2 separate regions of the Canis lupus genome follow, and region 2 is linked to region 1. Evidence: chromatin contacts called from public Hi-C data. All regions are on one chromosome and are shown on one strand. Each heading gives the region's core, a stretch centred on a gene start, on an enhancer-like site or on the middle of the called end of the contact. The rest is flanking DNA. Distances are from core to core; before and after follow the strand shown. Region 1 holds the start of INPP5D (phosphatidylinositol 3,4,5-trisphosphate 5-phosphatase 1). Region 2 holds the start of ATG16L1 (autophagy-related protein 16-1).

Evidence for each region. A called contact is a pair of places that touch in the nucleus more often than the background predicts.
Region 2: a Hi-C map of blood shows a contact between it and region 1, with 4 times the contacts expected there. The contact joins the promoter of ATG16L1 here to the promoter of INPP5D in region 1. A contact is called at or near these places in 2 of 9 Hi-C or Micro-C datasets (both in blood).

Annotation. Positions count from the first base shown.
Region 1 is chr25:44,795,409-44,802,594 of UU_Cfam_GSD_1.0, reverse strand. INPP5D (phosphatidylinositol 3,4,5-trisphosphate 5-phosphatase 1) reads right to left here and starts at 5,173. Exons shown (of 27, transcript XM_038574220.1): 1 at 4,965-5,173. The coding sequence starts at 5,098.
Region 2 is chr25:44,941,162-44,948,413 of UU_Cfam_GSD_1.0, reverse strand. ATG16L1 (autophagy-related protein 16-1) reads right to left here and starts at 1,812. Exons shown (of 18, transcript XM_038574224.1): 1 at 1,555-1,812. The coding sequence starts at 1,669. It overlaps LOC111092487 (a long non-coding RNA gene), which reads left to right and starts at 1,568. Exons shown (of 4, transcript XR_005378842.1): 1 at 1,568-5,600; 2 at 7,124-7,252.

The DNA of each region.
Region 1 (7,186 bases), core at 3,924-6,423:
TATATAAATTATACAAATTATATTAAAAAACTTATACAAAAAAAAACTTATACAAATTATATAAAATATATAAATTTATAAAAAATTAACCCAAGAACTGGGCATCTCACCAGTGAGGATGCTGGGAGGGCACAGGGAGGTTGGTGTCTGGCCAGTGTTGGAACCCATATCAGATGTAGCTAACCACAGAGGGCTCACCCCCAAGGACTGTGTGGCACAGCATGGATTAGGGCAGGAAAGGCAGGCCTCCTCTCCCTCCATCGCTGGGGTGGGGAAGGAAGGCCTAGCTAGGAGCACCACTGCCATTTCTTCACCATGCTTGGGCTCACGCTCCAGGAAAGGGGACCATTCAACGGAGAAGCTACTACATCTGCACACAGGGGAATTTAACCCAGAGATGGTAAGCTTGCAAAACATGCCAGAGCCAGAGCCTGCGCTGGTTCTCGAAGGGTTGCCCTGGATTGCTGGGCATGGGCACCGAAGGCTGGAGACACTCAGGTTGTTCAGATTCACTTCACATAGAAGATGCCAGTGATCTGTTAAACACACAGGCCTTCAGGGCACGCCACTCCCTCCTGTCTTGCACGCAGACAGAAAACACACAAGAGCCGCCCTTGGACAAACTCATGTCAACTGGATTTCAAGAGCCCATGGTCCTCCAGCTCTGGCTGCTGGCTACTGCCTCTGCCAGAGTTTATCCCTGCTTTCTGTCAATGCCAGATACGAAAACCAGTATTTCTTTGCATTGCCACAAGAATAATCAATGAGCGTGCAAACCTGACTCAGACCCTGGAAGGGGGTTGGAGGAAGTGGGGTTATAGCCACACGTTCACACCATGGGCAATGGCTTTACACCTCTCCTGGACATTGCTGCCCTCCCAAGTCCCTTCTCTGTGGCTCCCCTTTCCAGGCCTCCCTGACCCCACACACACCCAGGCTTGCTGGCTCCCGTCTCTCTGCTTCCCAAGAACAGCCCAAGTTCAAGTCCTGGCCCTGCCGTTTATCAGTCCTGTAAATGTGGCATGTCAGCTAACCTCTCTGGGCCTCAGCTTCCTCGTCTGTAAAGCAGGGATAATGACAGTCCTTCCTCCAAAGGCCATTGAGGACAGTGACTGAATACACGCAGAGAGCCTAGAACGGAGCCCGGCACACCAGAGGCCTCCACAAGCCTTTTGCAGTTTGGACAGAACTGGTTAGTAACCACCCTTTGTTAGGGGAGGGAGGCTTCGGGCTTGCTCTACCGCAAGTGGCCCTATCACACTCGAGCTTCCCAACAAGAAGGATGCCTTCTTGAGAGAACTTTGGGTGGCTCAATGTCCTTCTTGGGCCTCTTCATCTTTGGGGCTGTGCTGCGGCCAGAGTCCCGGCTGCCTGGTATGCTGTCCCTGGGAAGGCGACTGTGGTGCGCCTGGGCAGCTTGCGGGAGGCTGCGCGCTGAGGAAACCAAGACTACTTCCCTGCCTGGCCAGCTGGACGAGGCACTGGTTCCTGAACCGAAGGCCTGCCCCTCCCCCAGGAGGGAAGCCAACTCTCCCCGGCATGCTTTGGTGGGAAGGCCACCCAACCGGGCAGCTTCTATTCCCAACAGTGCTGGACCATCGTTCCAGGTGTGGCTGTGCAGCCTGAGCAAAGAGAGGCCAGCCCCGCTGAGCCCTGGCCCCTTCCACTGAGGGACCCCCATCCCCCAAGGAGATGCACCCGATGGGCACCCTGGCCCCACGTGGAGGTGCCATCCCAGCAGGAGAGGAGGGCACGACCTTGACTGCCTCTCAGCATCCCATCCAAGATGGGCCGGACGCCCCCTCCAGGTACCCGTGGTGGTTTGAGTCAGGTCAGGTGAGGATGACACAGTTCCTATCTGGAAGAGCCCCCTGTCGCTCGGGCTTTTGAGGGCCCCTTGCCACAAGACGGACTCAAACCATATGGCCAGCTGCCTGGGGTCGTCCCCTTCCACCTCTCTGGGCCCAAGATGGGCCTCCAGAGTCTCCCTGAAGCGGGGCTCTCTGAGCTGCTGAGGAGAGGGCTGAGCTTTCCTGCCCAGCAGCAGTGGTAGGGCTGACCTCTCGAGAGGAAATGTGGGTTCGCGAGGCCTGGGGTGAATGTACGCTCTCATCACGTGGGCGGCCCTGAATTGCAGCCTTGTCTTTGGGTGTCTCCCTCACCCCCTCCCTCGTTTCATTTAAATAGTCAAATCTGGGCAACAAGGCCACTGGGGGGAAGCTGTCCTCAGTTCCTGGTGCTCCACACACAGCTGCCCCTAAAGCAGCAGTTGGGAGGTTCCCTGCTGTCTCCTCACTCACCAGAGGGCACAGGGGAGAAGCTCTGGCCACTGGGCCAGGGCAGGAGGTCCTCCTCCACGGTGGCTTCCTTCTGCAGCCCTGGCTCACTGTGAGAGCCCTGACCCCACAGCCGCACCCCCCGGGGCCCGGCACTCACAGCCGACTTCCAGAGAGACAGCAGATGGGGCGAAGCCTGTCACTTATGAAACTGAGGAAAGCCCAGTTGCTTTTCGCCCCGTCGGGGTTCCCAGCACTAGGCTGTGGACCCAGACGGTGTGGGGCCAGGTCTGTACCAGGCCACAGGGAAAGTTAACGCTAATTTGTTTTGTTTTTTTTTTTTAAGATTTTATTTATTCATAGAGACAGAGAGAGAGAGAGGGGCAGACACAGGCAGAGGGAGAAGCGGGCTCCTTACAGGAAGCCTGATGTGGGACTCGATCCCGGGTCTCCAGGATCACACCCTGGGCTGCAGGCAGCGCTAAACCGCTGTGCCACCGGGGCTGCCCGAAAGTTAACTCTAATTTGATTGAAAGGACTGGCTCCCTCTTTTTTTCCTTCTTTCTCTCTCGCTCTTTCTTTTTAAAAAGGACACTTTTTCTGCTTTTTTGATGTTCAAGGATGCTTTCTCCCACAAAATAAGCCTTTGGAAGGTGGCAGTTAGATGTTATTCAGGTTTTTCATTCTTAAATCTCCTTAATTGGCAAAATTCAAGATGGTGAAGGGATGATGTGTCCCTGGTTTGGGAAAAGTTTGGTGGCTTCTGACCCTGCAGGAAGAAGGGTGGCTTCCCTCAAAGAACAGAGCGGAAAAGAGAGCCCTGGGCATGGCCAGAGAGCAGGGCCCCCAGGGAGGAATCCAAGCCCTGGGGCCTAGACCTAAAAGGGCTTTGAGGACAGGAGACTGATAAGGCATCCAGGCCTCGGCTAAGAGGAGAGAGGACACCTGTGGGCATCACGGGCACCTGTCCTGAGAGGCGGACCCTGTACACCTGCTGCAGCTCTGACAGTAATTCGGTGCAGACAAGGGGAGGGCAGGAGAGGTGGAGGAAGGGATACGGGAAACCAGGCCTGGACCCCAGCCTGCCACCAGCCAGAGGCCTGGCCCTCTCCAGGCGCTTTCCCCCACCCGCAGGCAGGGGTCGTGGGAGCACAGGTTCCCAAGGGCCTCCAGGCCCTGTCCGGGCTCTGGCTTGCCAGTGTGCTGCCAGTGTGGAGTCAGAGACTGCGTCTGTAACCTGCACACAACCCACACTCCCTGACCAAAGGGCCACTGTAGGGGTTAGTGAACTATGGCCCTGGAAGCTCTCCGCAGAGGCCTAGCACACAGCCAACACCCAACAGCATCGGCCTTCCACTCGGGTCCAGGGAGGCAGGAGAGACATCCCTGTAGGCCCAGTGGAGTCAGTTTAGAGTCTTCCCATCCTTTTAAGACCCAGTTGGCGGGTGCCCATGGGGGCAGCGCTTGTGGGGAAGTCCTGGGTCCCTTCCCTGGAGTGTGAGAATGGGGGAGTGAGGGAAGCTGGCCTCGGGAGGGGGGGTCTCTGGTGCAGTCAGTGCTCGGGCCCGTTGGCCAGCTGTGTCCTTGTTAGCACCCTGTCTTCTCCTGCTGTCCCCCTGCTCACACTTGGCTTGCCATGGTTAGGAGCGGGTGGCAAGAGTCTGGTTGTCTGGGTGCAGCCTCTGGGCAGGTGGCCCTGGCTTCAACAACCGTTGGTCTTGTAACCTATCTGAGCCTCAGTTTCCTCATCTGCAATGGGGAGTGATACGGGACCTGTAGTTCAGGTTGCCGCGAGGATGAAATGGGATAACACCAAGACCAACGCCTACACTCAATGCTCAAGACAGGTCCGTGTTCCGTGACCTACTTCCCCTCTTGCCTGGTCCGAGGGAACTTTCTGCAAGTCTACGGATGCTACCTGGGAGATGCAGGGGGACAACCTGTCCCCCGCTGTGCCCTGGCACTGCCCTGTTAGACAGCAGGCCTGCAGGGTGACGGCCTTCTTCAGACAAGGTCAAGAAGTCTGTTTTAAAAAAGAGCCTTCAGCAAGTGGCTGGTTCCCCGGTTGTTAAGACAACTGGGGCATTGAGCAATATCCCAGAGCTGGGAGGGCGGTGGAGGGTTGATGGTGGCAGAGAGGCCACCATGGGTGGGGGACGCCACGCAGTGCTGAGGTGGGGAGAGAAGAAGCTGTCCCTGTAGGTGATGGTCACTTTCTCTGCTCTCAGGGCCCGCAGTGCAACTTCTGGGTGAACAGAGAGCTCTTTCTTGAGCGAACACACCCCATATCCTGGCTCCCTGAATGAGGGCTTCCAAAAAGCCCTCGCCTACGGCTCTGGAAGTGTCCGCTCTTGCCACATCTGTTCTCCCAGGAGGGTTTCCAAGCTGGGCATCCTTGTCCCGCACCTGAGCTGACCAATGGGAGCCCCGAGCTTCTGCCCTGGAGGGCCGCCTCCTCCTGGCCCCTGGCCCCACCGATCCCGGGGGGCAGCCCCAACCGGGGAGCAGGCCTCGGCGGCCCTGGGGGAGCTCCCGGGGCTGGAACAGGAGAGCTCCGAGGCCCAGCAGGCCCATCGCGGGGCTCGGCCGGACCCCCGGGCAAATCTGGGGGACACGCCAGAGGGGTCCACGCCTCCCAGGACACAGGACAGGCTGCCCCCCCCCCCCCCCCCAGGGCCCGGCACTTACAGCACACACAGCGCGTAGGCCCTGGAGATGGACTCGCTGGCGCGCACGAGGAAGCTCCCGTCCTTGCCCGTCCTGGACAGCAGCTCCTCGGCCTTGGAGCGGGTGATGTTGCCGTGGTTCCAGCAGGGGACCATGGCGGGCCTCGGGGGGCCTCCCCGCGCCCCGCGCCCGCGCCTCCGAGGGGAGCCGAGGCCCCCGCGCCGCACCCCGCGCCGCGCCCCCCGCCGCCCGCTGCAGCCCGGCCCGCCCGGCCACTTCCTGCTCGGGAGCTCGGCGAGGGAGAGGAAGCCGGCGGCCCCGAGAACTTCCTCCTTGCGAGAGCGCGGGGAGGCTGCTCCACCTTCCCACCCCGCCCCGGGCCTCCCGGGGGCGTCGCCGCGCGGGGGGCGGGGGGCGGGGTGGCCCAGGACGCCCGCAGGTGACAGGGGCGCAGGAGGCCCGGCGACACGGTCCCCCCACCCTGGTCCCCGCTCCGTCGGGCCTACCCTCGCCCTGGGCTTCTCGCTGGGCCACGGCCCGCCCGCCCCGGAGCCCTGCAAAATTGGGGGGCGGGGGGCACCGTCCAGTCCAGTCCCCTCCCCATGTGAGAGGCTCCGGGGCACCACACAGCCCTGGGTGCTGGGAGACCTTGCGTGACACCGCCTGAGGGCTCAGGGCGACGAGGACCCAGGTGACACCTCTGTGGCATGACACCTTTACACTCATCCTCCCCCCTCCCTGCACCCCGGGGCCTGTGGGTGAAGGAGCCCTGCTCTCCATGGCAGCCCAGCTGCATGACACCAGAAGGGTGTGGAGGGCTGGGGACAGGGACATGGCGCAGGGGGAATGCAGGCTGGGTTTTCACCTCTGGGTCTTTCCCAGACACAGGCTGGCCACCCGGTCGAGGATAAAGAGCGTTGTCTTCAGTGTCCTCTGTCTCAACGGGTTTGGGGCGGCCAGCAGGGCTGCAGCCCTTACCAGGCCCGGCGTGGCTGCACTTGTCAGTGGCTCAAAGGACAGCTGCCTCCATGGGGCCACCATCCCGGACCGGCAGGTTCTGAGGGCTCCGAAGAGGATACCCACTCTTGGAGTGCACCCAGTTCTTGGGTCAGGCCCACCAGGGTGACGGGAGCACTGCTGACCTACTGCACAAGGGGTGGTGGCCCCCAATCCCACACCCAGGCCTCGCGCCCCAAGACCTGACAAGAGACCTCCCTCCAGAGGCCCAGCTCGGTGAGCCTCCATCTGAATCCCACAGCTCTTCATCTACATCTGAGCTGCAGGAGCTGACCAGGCTTCTCTCTCTGAGCCCCGGGTTCCTCTTCTCTACCTTGAAGAACGTAGACCTTAAGGGAGCTCACGTGTGCTGAGGAGCCCGCAGCACCTCCCACCTGCTGGGACACACACACACACACACACACACACACACACACGCAGCAGGTGATTCTGAACAAGCACATCCTGATTCTGAGGCCCAGAGTGTGGCCCCTGGGCTCCAAGTGAAGTTCCTTCTGGACGTTTCAGAAACAGTGAACTCCCCCGCAGTCCTCACTCCCACCTCCCCAAGCCACCCTGTGCTTCCTCTCCCCTGACCACTGCCCCTCCCCCGCTCCTCCTACTGGACCAGTGACTCAACTCCCAAACCCTCAGAACATAGGAAGTGTAGGAAGTGAGGGTCCTCTGGGCCGGCCCTGAGCTAGACATGGGGAAATGATGGGGACAAGAGCTGGCCTCCACACTCCAGCCTTCCGGAAGCCAGCTGGATGCTCCCGTCACCCACTTAGTACCCTTCTCGCCTCCCTGCTGACCTCCGCTAACCTCCTCATTGGTCTCAGCCTCCAAGACCCTGGTCTCTCTGGGGCCCGTCAGGAGGATCCATCTGCAACTCTGGCCCCTTAGTACCTTGACCAGCTCATCCCTAGAGACCCTCCACCACGTCCAAGACTCTTGCTCTTATAACTGCCTTCCTGCCACACTCTCCTGCTTCCCACCCTCCCTCTTTCAGGCCTCTATCCCCACCAAGTCCTGCTTCTCAGCAGAGTTGGGTGGCCAGTGGGACTGCCCTCGCCCTTTGACTCCACCGTGACTTCCCTTGGACACACACGACACATATATGACACACACATTTCCCTAACTGTTAGGGCCCATCCCATCTCTACTTCCATCTAACCTGGTTGCCTGAGCCATCTGACATGGTCAGCTTCCTGGTCCCCCACTCTTCTTCTCCCCATGTTTGGAAAATG
Region 2 (7,252 bases), core at 563-3,062, 150 kb before region 1:
TGTGTTGTAGCTTTTAAGATGAAGCATTCAATAAACATCTAACCATTTACGTAACCCATATGGGAATCATGTTTGAGTGGAAGGAACCTTCTGTGCTGCTGGATGCTAGGATCTCTGCGAGTACAAGGAATTAGCACGAGAGAGCGGCTCATCATCCCCCTTTTCTTCCCATCTTTGTTAAGAGGGTGGGTTCAGTGAAAGCAAGGAAGGGTCATTTCTTGGGAACAAAACGCAGAAGTTCTAGGAGTCATCGAGTCGATGTTCAAATCCAGGCTCCCATCCCAATCTGCTGTGCCTCCCCAAAAGGAGCTTCTTAATCTCTCTTCAGCGTTAGTTTCCTCACGTGTAAAAAAAGGGCAGCAACAGGACCTGCTTCCCAGAATTTTTAGGAAGATGAAGTGAAATAACACACGCCACGTATTTACCCAAGCACTCAAACTAGTTTGCACGTTAGAAATACTTGGGGAGGGGCAGCTCCGGTGGCCCAGCGTGTGATCCTGGAGACCTGGGATGGGTCCTGTGTCAGGCTGCCTGCATGGAGCCTGTTTCTCCCTCTGCCTGTGTCTCTGCCTCTCTCTCTCTGCGTGTGTCATAAATAAATCTTAAAAAAAAAAAAAAACAACTCGGGGAGGGGCACCTGGGTGGCTCAGGTGGCTCCGTGGCTGAGCGTCTCCCTTGGGCTCAGGGCGTGATCCTGGGGTCCCGGAATCAAATCCCACATCGGGCTCTCTGTAGGGAGCCTGCTTCTCTCTCTACCTGTGTCTCTGCCTCTCTCTGTGTGTGCCTCTCATGAATAAACAAATAAAATCTTTTAAAAAAATGTTTTTTTTTTTTTTTAAGATCCAAGTGATGCTAATGTGCACATCAGCTTGGGAACCACCGATTCAGCACAAACAGAATTCAGTAACGGGCGACTCCTCTCCCTTTGAACCTCATAGACAACAGAGCTCCAGGCTTACTCCAACGGGGTAGATGGGACCCGAGTGTCCCCCCGCCCCCGTCCCTCCCCAAGTGTGTCATTCATTAGTTAGTTACGACGAGTCGGGGAGGGGACCCGGAAATGCTCATTAGGGCTAGTCTGGACGTCGTCCCGGCCAAAACGGGCAGCTCAAAACGGGCAGCTGCCCAAGAGCACCGAGGCGGCGCCTCGAGGAGAGGTTGGAGGAATCCGAGGCCGCACGTCTCCTCACGCTCAGGGGGACAGACAACGTTAGTGACGCGAGTTAACGCCTCAGGACGGTGATCGCCTCAGGACGGCGACCGCCTCAGGACGGTGATCGCCTCAGGACGGCGACCGCCTCAGGAACGCGAGCCCCCCCCCCCCCGCCCCAAAACGGGACGTTTCTGGAGCCTGTTCAAGTACAACATTAGCACCGCCGCCGGGGTTCACCAGCACGAACGACGCCTGCTCACGAAGAACACACGGTTCTTGGAAAAAAAGACGAGGGGCGTCGGCCTCGCGGGCGCCGCGGGGGCTCGGCCTCTGCTTCCCGCCGGCGCCTCGCGGGCCCCGCCCTCTCGCTCCCCGTCCCCCCGCCCCCCCGCGCCGCTCACACTGCAGGATGATCTCTTCGAACGCCTGCCTCTGCAGCCGGTCCCGCCGCCTCAGCTCCTCCGAAATGTGGCGCTTCCAGCGGGGGAAGTCGGCGGCGCGGAGGCCCGACGACATCTCGCGCGCTGCCCCGGCGCCTGAGCGCCGCTAATCCGAGCGGGGGCCGGCAGCCGCGGGCCGCAGCATGAGCGACCAGCGCACGCCGGAAGGGCCGGCGGCCCACACCTCGCTGCCACACACCGCCCCGCCAAGAGCCGTCCGGGACCGTCTTCCGGCTCTTGCCGGAAAGGGCTGGGGTCAGGGCCGGAAAGCCCGCCTCCTCACCCGACGTCTGACGCCGCGCGCGCGCACGTGACCAGGGGCGACGCCGGGCGCTGGCTAATGACGCGCTCCCGAGGCCGGAAGCGCGGGGTGCGGAGAGGCGGCCGCTGGGAGGCGTGCGGGCTGCGCTGGAGTCTCCGCCGCCGCCGCCTGTCGGTTTACGCTTCGTTCCCTTCGCTGCCTTCCCCCGATTTATATTTTTCTTGGTCGGACTTCCTTTCCTTCATCGCTTCCGTTGACCAGCAGGAGGGGGAGCCGCTCCCCACACCGGAGATGAGCAGCCTCGCTGAGCCTCAGTTTCCTAGCCCGTGAAGTGGGGGCCCTGATGGTACCGACCTCAGGGTTGGCGTCAGGATTAAAAGGAATAACCTGTGGAAGGCAGCGAGCACGACGCCTGGGTCACCGCAAGCCTGACTTCACCTGCCCCCCCCCCCCCCCCCCCCCCCGGTATCTTCCTGCCCGCAAAAGTCGGGCTGCTTTAGACTTTTGCAAAGTGCCCCCATTGCCCTCGGGAACAGGTGTTTTACAACGAAGAAATGGAATGCAAAGAACCGTTAAAAGAAAAATACCAAAAAAAAAAAAAGAAAAAAAAGAAAGAAAAGAAAAGAAAAATACCATTAGGTCGACTCTATTACTGGTTAGAAGCCTGGGAATGATCCATATGACCTAACGGTAAACGGGTTCTTCGAAGGTAATCGAAGGGTGGGGACGGTTTGCCAGGAAATCTTGCAGATGGTCCGTGGACGACAGGCTCTTGAGAAGATAGCAGCTGTCAACTCAGTAGAACGGGAATGGTGTGTGATCAAATCATCCAAACTCCGTTTACCTTTAACAAGTTGGTGAATCTGCGTGAAAATGGAACACCCCCGAAGTAGGAGGCCAGAGGATGATGAAAGGAGTATCAGAGCCTGGCTTCTCATCCACTGTGGCTCAAGTCCAGGGTCTCCTTTAGGGACAGATTTAAAAAAAAAAAAAAAAAAAAAAGCCTTTCCTCTTCTGTGGAGCCTGAGACACTTCGTTGGCAGTCAGTACTGAGTGATCTGAATTTGTAGGAAGGACAAGGAAAAGTCAAATACAAGAGACTCGGAGCACCTGGGTGGCCTGCCTGCAGCTCAGGTCATGATCTTGGGGTCCTGGGATGGAGCCCGGCTTCAGGCTCCCTGCTCAACAGGGAGTCTGCTTCTCCCTCTGCCCGTGCCTCTCCTTCTGTGCTCTCTCAAATAAAATCTAAAAAAAAAAAAAAAAAAAGAAAAAATATCGAAGGAACTTATTCATATACTGAAGAAAATGAGAGAGCAATGTTCTGAAAGTCACCGAAAATGCCTCCAAATATAACAGTGGCATCAACCTCAAAAGACCATATAGCACCAGATCTTGACGGTTGAATGTGCTGATTTTCCAGACAAGATTATGATTAAAACATGCTAACAGGTCTGCAGAACCAGTGATTCCACTTGGAGAAACTTGTGTTAAATATTTGGACTAATGTCCATATCCAGAAGCATCTGTCATAGTATTGTTCGTAATAGAAAATTGGAAACAGCCTGTATTTTAAACAATAAGAGGTTAAATATTGTGTATTTATTGCTCAAAAAAATGTTTCTTTTTTTAAAAGATTTTATTTATTTATTCATGAAAGACAGAGGGAGAAGCAGGCTCCACGCAGGGAGCCCAACTTGGGACTCGATCCTGGGTCTCCAGGATCACACCCTGGGCTGAAGGCGGCGCTAAGCCACTGAGCCACCTGGGCTGTCCTCAAAAAATGTTTCTAATAAAAACAGGGTATGGTGTAAATCTAATTTATGTGAAATGAATGCATCCTTGGCTCCTTATGGGCAAACCTTGTCAAATGAATAGAGAAGATAATCTCTAAACTAAGGATACTAAGCTCTGCTTGGGGTGCCCTCTCCCTAACCCACCAGCTTTATCTAGTACACTGCAGCCACGGTGGGCCCTTTTACTCCTTTCCACACACCCTACTCTCTCCCACAGCAGGGCCTCTGGATTTATTGTGCTTCTGTCGTATGCACCTTATGACTTCAAGTTAATTCCTATGCATTAATTCTCAGCTCAGTAATCACTGCCTCATAGCCTTCGATAAAAGACCTTCACAACTAGGTCAGGTCTCTACATGTGTACCTCCTATGGAGCAACAATCACAGCTGCAGCTTCATGTAGTTATATCATTACTTGATGACGGTGTGTCTCCCCCCAGCAGATGGTAAACTCTGCAAGAGTTACAAGATGGTAAACCCAGCAGGAGCTGTGTATCCTTTTTGCTCAACATAGCCATAGCCAGCAAGAGCATGAAGCTTGTTATATATTAGGCTCTCAGTAAATGCTATTTATTTTTTTAATATTTATTTATTTATTTATTTATTTATTTATTTATTTATTTATTTATTTATGAGACAGAATGAGTGAAAGGGAGAGGAAGAGAGAATCTGAAGCAGGTGCACTGAGCAGAGAGGCTGATGCAGGGCTTGATCCCATGACCCCGAGATCATGACCTGAGCTGAAACGAGTTGGACGCTCAACCGACTGAGCCACCCAAGTGCCCCAGTAAATGCTGTTTAATCAATGAATGCAATATATGAAAACACCAATAGTTTTAAACTCTTGGTGTTGGTATCGCTGGTGTGTTTTTGTTTTCGTTTTTGTGTGTAATTGACACATTTTTATTTTACTGTGGTTTTTTCTATATCTTATATGTTTTCTAATGATTACCCATTGCACCTGTTTTACATATGCAAGAAAAAGTTATAAAAATGAATGTGTATTTATAAAACCATTTATTCATCAGGGTGCTGAGCTCTGTGGGAGATAACTAGTAAGCATGAACGCTTCTACAGTGTTAGAAGCCATGAACTCTTCTGACTACTTCACGCACTATAATTCTTTTAATCCTCCTAACACCCCTACTTGGTAAGGTTATTGTGAGATACTGTTACCATCTTCATCCTTATTTCCAGATGAGGAATCTGAAGCATGGAAAGGCCAAATAACTTCACTGAGGACACCTGGCTAGTCTGTGGCAAGACCTGGGTTCAAACACAGGCTCCTGACTCGAGCATCTGTACCCCATTGTCAGGTGTCTTACAGCTGATATCGCAGTTTGACTTGACTAGAATATGTAAAAAAGAATAAAGTGATGTATAGTTAATCCCTAAATTAGACAAAAAGGAAGGCAATCTGGTGAAGAGCAATGTTTGATGTGGAGGCCCCAGGTGTATTCCCAGGACTTGAGAATGCCTGGATGGGGATGAGGTTGTCTGAATATTCTGAAGACAGATAATGAGTCTGAGGAGAAAAGCTTTTGGTTTTGCTCCATTTAGTAAGGAGTGTTGAAAGGATTCAGCATGCTTTGCTGGAAAGCAACATCTATGAAATGGTTTTTGACTGCCTGTTATGGAAGTAAGATGAAGCAAAATAGCCCAAGATTCTTGTAGTAGTGTGTTAAGCAGCACAAATTTGCTCACAGAAGAGAGGAAGAAGCATCACTCACCAAAGAACCTTCTTTGTGCGAAGTCTAGTATCACTGAAGCTAAATATAATGAGATTTAACGTAACAGCATCTCCACTGTCAAAAACTTCCCAGAGACTTTCACCCTAACCATCAATGCCTACACACCTCATCCGTGAGATCCAATTCAATGGCTCCAATTCAATGGATTGCAAGTCCAACTTTCAGACAACTGTCCTGTTTGCTTTGGTCCTTCCCCTTCAGGTCTTTCTGATTTCCTTTATCTTTCAATCAGCAAGTGCAAACAGTTGGGTCCTAGTGTGGGCGTGGTACAGGGGTGGAAGACAGAGGGCCCAGGCTTGGATCCCGATCACAGAGCTCACTTTTCAGGAAGGGAGATCTGAATGTGCATTATTTAAGGTTGTAAGGGATATAAAGTAACAATGAGGGCTGCCTGGGTGACTCAGTTGATTAAGCGTCCACCTTTGGCTCAGGTCATGATCTCGGGGTCCTGAGATCCAGCTCCACATCAGGCTCCCTGCTAAGCAGGGAGCCTGCTTCTCCCTCTCCCTCTGCCCCTTCCCCCACCCCCACTTGTGCTCTCTCTCAAATAAATAAATAAAATATTTTTTTAAAAAGAGTAAAAATGGGCTGGCCAAGAGGCAGTGCCAGGGTTTGACTCTTCCCTGTTCTTTTTTTCTCTTGCTTTTATTCTTTTTTCAAAGATACTTTCTTGTTTGTTTTAAACTGCTGGTGATCTTTAATTCTTTATTTTCACTCCTTTTCAACTCTTTCCAAAATTAGATCACTAGAAGTGAAAGTAAGCGGAGTTAACCATGTTACTGTGTTAACTGTCTACTGTATAAACATAGAAGCTGCTAGAGTAAACCAAAGGATGGTCAAGAAGCCAACCAACATAGGTTTTCAGACATCCTAATGATCCCTCCAAATATTGCTTTTTTTATGGCAGTAACCATGGCCCCTTATAGGCATGTGGGGGTGTTGCTTAACACTTTTATCCCTTGGCTTTTCTTCATTCTCTTTAGTGTCATTGTGTTTGTATATATATAGATTCTACAGGAAAATTTCATTATAAAGAATCCCTAGACTCTGCACCCAGATTAAACCACACACAGTTCCCAGTCCTCTCTTTATATGTTGACACTTAGATTTCATATCTTTTTTTTTTTTTTTTTTAGATTTTATATCTTAACAGTGGCAGTGTCTGAGCTGGGTATTTTCCTTACGCCCCAACACAAGCTTTATAGCAAAGCTGGATTTTCTTAGAGGAAGTCCGTGTTATCCCTCCTCTATATTGGCAGCCAAGTCCTGGAACGGTGGCTGGAGGGTTTGACATGGCACATCTCACAAGTTGGGAATGTGGCCCCTGCCTAGAGAGGACGTTTCTGGGAAGTCAGCTCCCTTGGTTTACCTCTTTGATCTTTAAGGAGATGATTAAATTTCTCCCAGACACTCCCGCCGTCTCCTACTGTGATTAACAGCCATATTTTAGGGATCCCTGGGTGGTGCAGCGGTTTGGCGCCTGCCTTTGGCCCAGGGCGCAATCCTGGAGACCCGGGATCGAATCCCACGTCAGGCTCCCGGTGCATGGAGCCTGCTTCTCCCTCTGCCTGTGTCTCTGCCTCTCTCTCTCTCTCTGTGACTATCATAAATAAATAAAAAAATTAAAAAAAAAAAACAGCCATATTTTATTGAGTGATTTTTACATGCCAGGCACTGTGCTCTACATGATTGAACTTCTTTCTTTCTCACCTTACATATTGCAGGTGCTGTTAATATTTCCTTTTACAAGTGCAAAACTGACACACAGAGGTCAAGTCACTTGTGCCATGTCATCAAGTTAGTAAGAGGCAGAGCTCGGATTCATTCGAGGCAAACGGACACCCTGATGCCAG